Linked DNA regions of Sus scrofa: region 1 is linked to region 2. A link is a contact called in public Hi-C data. All regions are on one chromosome and are shown on one strand. The core of a region is the stretch at or near the end of the contact, and the rest is flanking DNA. Distances in the headings are between cores, read along the strand shown.

Region 1 (2,700 bases), core at 183-2,682, 200 kb after region 2:
GCCAAAATTATGATTATTCAAAATAAATTATTTATTATTCATTCCTCTTTTCTCACATTGCTCACTTTTATTTGGAAATACATGTTACAAGGCATATGAATAAAGTAATGACTCATTTCTTTGAGTATTTTTTATTTATTTATTTATTTATTTTTATTTTTTGTCTTTTGTTGTTGTTGTTGCTATTTCTTGGGCCGCTCCCGAGGCATATGGAGGTTCCCAGGCTAGGGGTTGAATCGGAGCTGTAGCCACCGGCCTACGCCAGAGCCACAGCAACGTGTGATCCGAGCCGCGTCTGCAACCTACACCACAGCTCACGGCAACGCCGGATCGTTAACCCACTGAGCAAGGCCAGGGACCGAACCCGCAACCTCATGGTTCCTAGTCGGATCCGTTAACCACTGCGCCACGACGGGAACTCCCATTTCTTTGAGTATTAATCAAAATCAGCAGGTGTCAGACTTACTTCCATTTATAAGATTTGTGGATTAAGAAATTATGATCATAATATTGAGAAAACTTTGTGACATACATGCATTTTACATTTCTGAAACATGATGTTCACTATAGTTTGGGAGAATATGGAAGTTTGACACATTTTAGCTTTGGGGGAAAATCATGGCTTATAGATAAAAAATTTGCAGTTTCCTGTTTATTCAGAATGCCTTCGCTAGTCTTTTTTTTTTTTTTTTTTTTTTTTCATTTAAGATATTTGGGTATTTAGTGCAATTAAGGAAAAAAAAAGATTTGTTTAGTGCAGTGTATCTAGTTTCTTTGAAGTGAAATTTAGAACTTGATAACTAATAATTTGTTTTGCCAGATAAGTGCATATTGCTTATAAGTAAGCCCATTTTCTTCATTGTAACATAAACAGGTGATGACTGGTTGTGGGAACATGTTTTCATGTCTATTCTGACTTTTAAAAACACACCTATTTTGTACTATTCTTTACCCTTCTTCTTGCAGTTAAAAGAGTTTATACTTGTTCAGTAGAACTGATGAAAAGTTTTTTCTATGGCAACTGTGTGTTCTCAACCACATGCCTTTTTACTTCAGTTCACCTTAGGACAGAATAAAAGTATACTAACTGAATAGGAAAGCTAGGTCATCTTAAAGGGTCAGGAAGCGGACTCCTTCCTAGTCAGAGATCTTGGAGCCCAAAAGTGTACAACTTAGTTCCTGTCCCTTTGGAGACAATGTTAATGGGACTAAACTTTTCCATGGCAGTGGAGACACAGCGAGTTTTCCGTATTGCACTCCAATTATTTGAGAATGTGCTTGAAGTCAGATGTTGAACTAAACTCTAGATTTCTGTCTTCTATTTCAAATACATTCCATACAGATTATGGCATAAGTGAAGGGTATACCACTCAGCCTCCCCACACACTATGATTCATAAGGAAACCCCTTTTGCTGGCTGCCAACAAAGCAAGAGCTTGGGAGAGCCGGGTTTGGAACGCCAGGATTCAGAAGGAGCTTGGGCTGGGCAGGAACACAGTGTGCATGCCAGGTTGGAATTAAAAAAAATGTGCAGTTTACAATTACAAGGCAAGGCAGAGCTGCTGGTGCTGAAGAAAAGTTGAAGGAGCTAATAAATACTTAGTAAATGGAACCAAAAATTGAAAAGTTCTCTCTGTTTGTTTTTCTCTCTCTCTCTCATTTCTCCAATATGTTTTCAAAACTGAGACATTAACTGTAAATTTTCCAAAATCCCTTCTTTATCCTTAACAGGAAAGCCACTATGTTAGCAACTACTGCAGCTACACACTGATCCATTTCTAAAACTACAGCTGAACTTACAGTGCTGAGCTATGTGGTGGTTTGAATCGGCATTACCATACAAGGCAGTTTTGAATTCCTCATGGCAATCTTTTATTACTCTTTTTAAGTTTCCTGAGCACTGCCAAACGTCTTGAGCTTTGTGGAATGATTATAAACTTTATAAATATAAATTTTTGATTCCACTTTGAACTCTGCTAAAGAATGCCAAAATTATATTAACAATGCACATTTCAAAATCAAAGACCTAGATTACTCTGATTACTTCAATCCTAGAAAACATTTGTTATCATTGGACAATTGATAATTGGGCATTGCAATAGCTCCTCTCAGAAAGATTATACAACCCAGAGTCAATACTTGGGCTGCAAAGCTGGCCTGTGTTTCTGGTTTGTTTGCAAATGTCTCAGATATTTAGAAAGCTGTCCCTTTAAAATCTCCAAAACATTTGTTAGAAACAGTTCATAACGTAAGAATGTTTCCCTTGGCACCTCAGTAGGGCAGTTCTTGTTTTCAACTCAAAATATGAGGGATTTGGTTGAGAAACAGAAAGGGTTTTGTCTTTAGCAGGCTGACATGGAGCTGCTGCTGGCTGCAAGGCCAAGAATCAATGTGATGTGGAGCAACTCGTTAAGGAGAGAACTTTCTCTAAAGGATGGGTTAAAGCTTTTGGAAGATGCAAAGGTACATGGGAGAAATCCCTGTGCAAGAGCAGACAAGCCATGGACAACTATGTTTATGTGGTCCTGTCATAGTTTACATGAAAGGGAAGAGATACGTCCTCACTGTAGGACCATGGTGAAGTGAAGAAGAACTCAGACCTTGGGGCTGGATGGCCAGAATTCAAATTCCAGTTTTTTCCCTTCCTAGCTCTGTAGCTTGGGCCAAATTTGCATAATTCCACTTTTTCCAGTTTCCTTA
Region 2 (2,770 bases), core at 194-2,693:
AAAAATCAGCAATCAGAAAAGTCAGCCTGGCAGCGGGGCAAACCTCGAAGCTTAAAATCGAACTAACCGCTTCAGAGGCGGTGGCTCCGCGCACAGTAAACTCCTTGGCGCCGCAAGCTTTTTAAGAGGATCGAGGAGAGGACACCACACCCCTCGGTACCAGGCAGGGAGCTCCTGCCTCCCCCGCCCGCCACCGCCAGGGGTCAGGACAAACTCCGCTGCCCGGTCAGCCCTGGCCCCAGCTCTGTGCAAGCCCTTGCCCGCAGCACCCCGCCGAGACCCCCACAAGGGAGAGGACCTGACTGACTTTTCTTCAGCCTCTCTCTCCGACACGCCACCCTCTCCCGAGTGCTTCACCTGCTCGCGTCCCTGGCCCCCATTTCCTTTCTCTCCATAATCCCTTCTAGTTTCATCCTTAAGATCCCTTTTGAACCTCCGGTCCCACGGAGTGACTTTATTTTCGTTGCTGCCTGGCTGCGTCTCACCTCCCTTGCATCTGCCCGCGTATTTCATTCTCCCTCTTCGCTCTAGGTCCCTCAGCAGCTCCCTCCACTCCCCAGTCTTTGTGCATCCCCAGTCTTTGTGCGGAGCCGAGTGTCAGACCCCCTAAACTCCTCTAGAACAGTATCTCACCTGCACAGCTTCCCCCACCCACCCTTAGGTCACTCCTATGCAGTCGGCCGGTCGCTGCACAGCGGCTGCTTTTGGGAAAACGAGGTCTCCACACCCAGGCGGAGCCCGAGCGCCAGGAGGTGGTTGGAAAGGGAGGGAGACAGTGTTAGGGAGGGAGATAGTGTCAGGGGGAAGGGAGGTGTGCCCCTCTCCCGACACCCCTGCAAGGCACCGATATGCGGGAAGAGTTCTTGAGGTGGCCCAAGAGGTTCGGAAAGTGCAAACAGGACGCGCGCCCGCTGCCCGGGCCAGCTGGTGCAGGCGCCTGGCGGGGATTGTCCCCAGGACTGCGGGTGAATAACCTCCCACCCAGCGCTCTAGCTCTCCGCCTCCCAGCAGGCAGGGGCCAGACCATGAGGGTCCCCGCATTAAGTCAGCACCCCTGAGCCATTCAGAAACGCTTCGTCGGTTCGGCAGACCTAACTTCAGGACCTCAAGCACCATCTCTTCCGCGATCTTCTAGCTTAGGGTCTCCCTTCCTAATAGAAAACATAATAAAACATTCCTGCCTCCTCTTCACCTCCCCGCCCAGGCCCATTCCTCTGCAATGCCAGCGCGAGTGCTCCAAAGTCGAGAGAGAGCTGGGGCAAGCAAAGCAGTTCGACTATTTGGAGTGGGAGATAGCAGAAGCAGCGCTCCTTGCGAGCGAGCCCGAGCCGAGAGCGCACCCACCCAATCCTACCTCTGAGTCTACGTATTTGCCCCCCGACATTCTGGCCCCGTGGCTGGATGAAGGCTCTGAGGAGATTTCCCTGGGCTGTGATTTAAAGGAACTGAGGAAGGAAGATCTTGTATTGTATGGGGGGCGGGGGGGGAGGCACTGGCGGGGGGGGGGCGGTGGCTGGGAGGGAGCCTCTTGGCAATCGGCCAAGGGTTTGTTCTGCTCGCGGTTGGCGGGGATGTGCTCTGTGCCGGGTCTAGGCACATCCCCAAGGTTCTGGCAGCAGAGGGCGGGAGCGCCCGTAGGGAGCTAAGAGCAATGAGAAAGCGTTTCACTCGCACTGGGTTGCTTTGGCAGATATTTTAAACCTGGGGCAACATTTTTCCAGCTGTAAGCCACTGAGAGGCATTCTGAGGCGGGCAGATGTTTTCGCAGTGCATCATCCCAGCAGGGGTGGGGAGCAGAGGGAGTTGACTCCCTGCCGATATGCCTAGTATGGGCACCCAAGCTTCAGGAAGAATTCTGCCCTCTTCTAAGCCATTTGTCTTCATGCTGCCCAAGTTCCATCGCTGCTTAAGACACAACTGTCTCCTCTTTTCACAGAGGAAGGGATGAAAAATGTCAGGGAACTTTTAGGTACATTTCACATCTAAACACAAGGAAGGAATCTGTGGGGTGTGTGTGGGGGGCGAACTTTTGGTGACACTGGTTTATATCTCCACTGTGTGGACGGAAACTTGGAGAAGCAGGCAGGCAGAATTTAACAATTCCCAACCATTTCTGAAATGCTTCCCAAATGCTTTGAAATAAAAAGCAAAAATGTTTAACTTTCGTAATATTATCACTATTTTTTTTTCTGGAACAGAGATTTGTGCCAACAGGTTAATACATAAAACATTTACAATTATACAAATATTTGATTGTTTCCAGTTTACCAGAGAAGGTTCATTTTTAAAAATGTGCTTGGCTGTGAGTTAAGGGAGGCTTGTTTTTTCTAATAATTAATTAGAATGTTTAAAAAGTTGTTAGCAATTAAAGTATTTTATCTGTTCCCAAATTGAGGGCTTCTCTCTTTACCTTATGATAATGCAGCACAAAATGAATTGAATCGGTCCTTTTACTTTGTGGCAATAATAAGGAAATTCACTATCCAAAAATGGAAAGGACATTTTACATTACATTCCACATGCAATCAAAAGTCAAATTATGGAGTTCCCGTCGTGGCGCAGTGGTTAACGAATCCGACTAGGAACCATGAGGTTGCAGGTTCGGTCCCTGCCCTTACTCAGTGGGCTAACGATCCGGCGTTGCCGTGAGCTGTGGTGTAGGTTGCAGACACGGCTGGATCCCGAGTTGCTGTGGCTCTGGCCTAGGCCAGTGGCTACAGCTCCGATTAGACCCCTAGCCTGGGAACCTCCATATGCCGCGGGAGCGGCC

What was found. A called contact is a pair of places that touch in the nucleus more often than the background predicts.
Region 1: a contact with region 2 is called in a Hi-C map of embryonic fibroblasts, with 2.2 times the contacts expected there. The contact joins the enhancer-like site here to the promoter of CAV1 in region 2. A contact is called at or near these places in 3 of 5 promoter capture datasets (fetal liver, fetal skeletal muscle and liver), 17 of 47 Hi-C or Micro-C datasets (embryonic fibroblasts, epiblast stem cells, fetal heart ventricle and 9 more) and 1 of 2 datasets of contacts at active chromatin or transcription factors (skeletal muscle).

What each region holds. Positions count from the first base shown.
Region 1 is chr18:29,883,304-29,886,003 of Sscrofa11.1, forward strand. No RefSeq gene overlaps it. Among named protein-coding and RNA genes, the nearest start is that of TES, 52 kb to the right of the region's middle. Within about 2 kb of position 1,433, at least 18 of the 83 cell types and tissues checked have an H3K27ac peak or open chromatin away from gene starts, as enhancers often do. A contact at or near this core is called in embryonic fibroblasts, omental adipose tissue, skeletal muscle and 1 more, where this site is marked.
Region 2 is chr18:29,681,008-29,683,777 of Sscrofa11.1, forward strand. CAV1 (caveolin 1) reads right to left here and starts at 1,444. Exons shown (of 4, transcript NM_001348935.1): 1 at 1,355-1,444. The coding sequence starts at 1,384.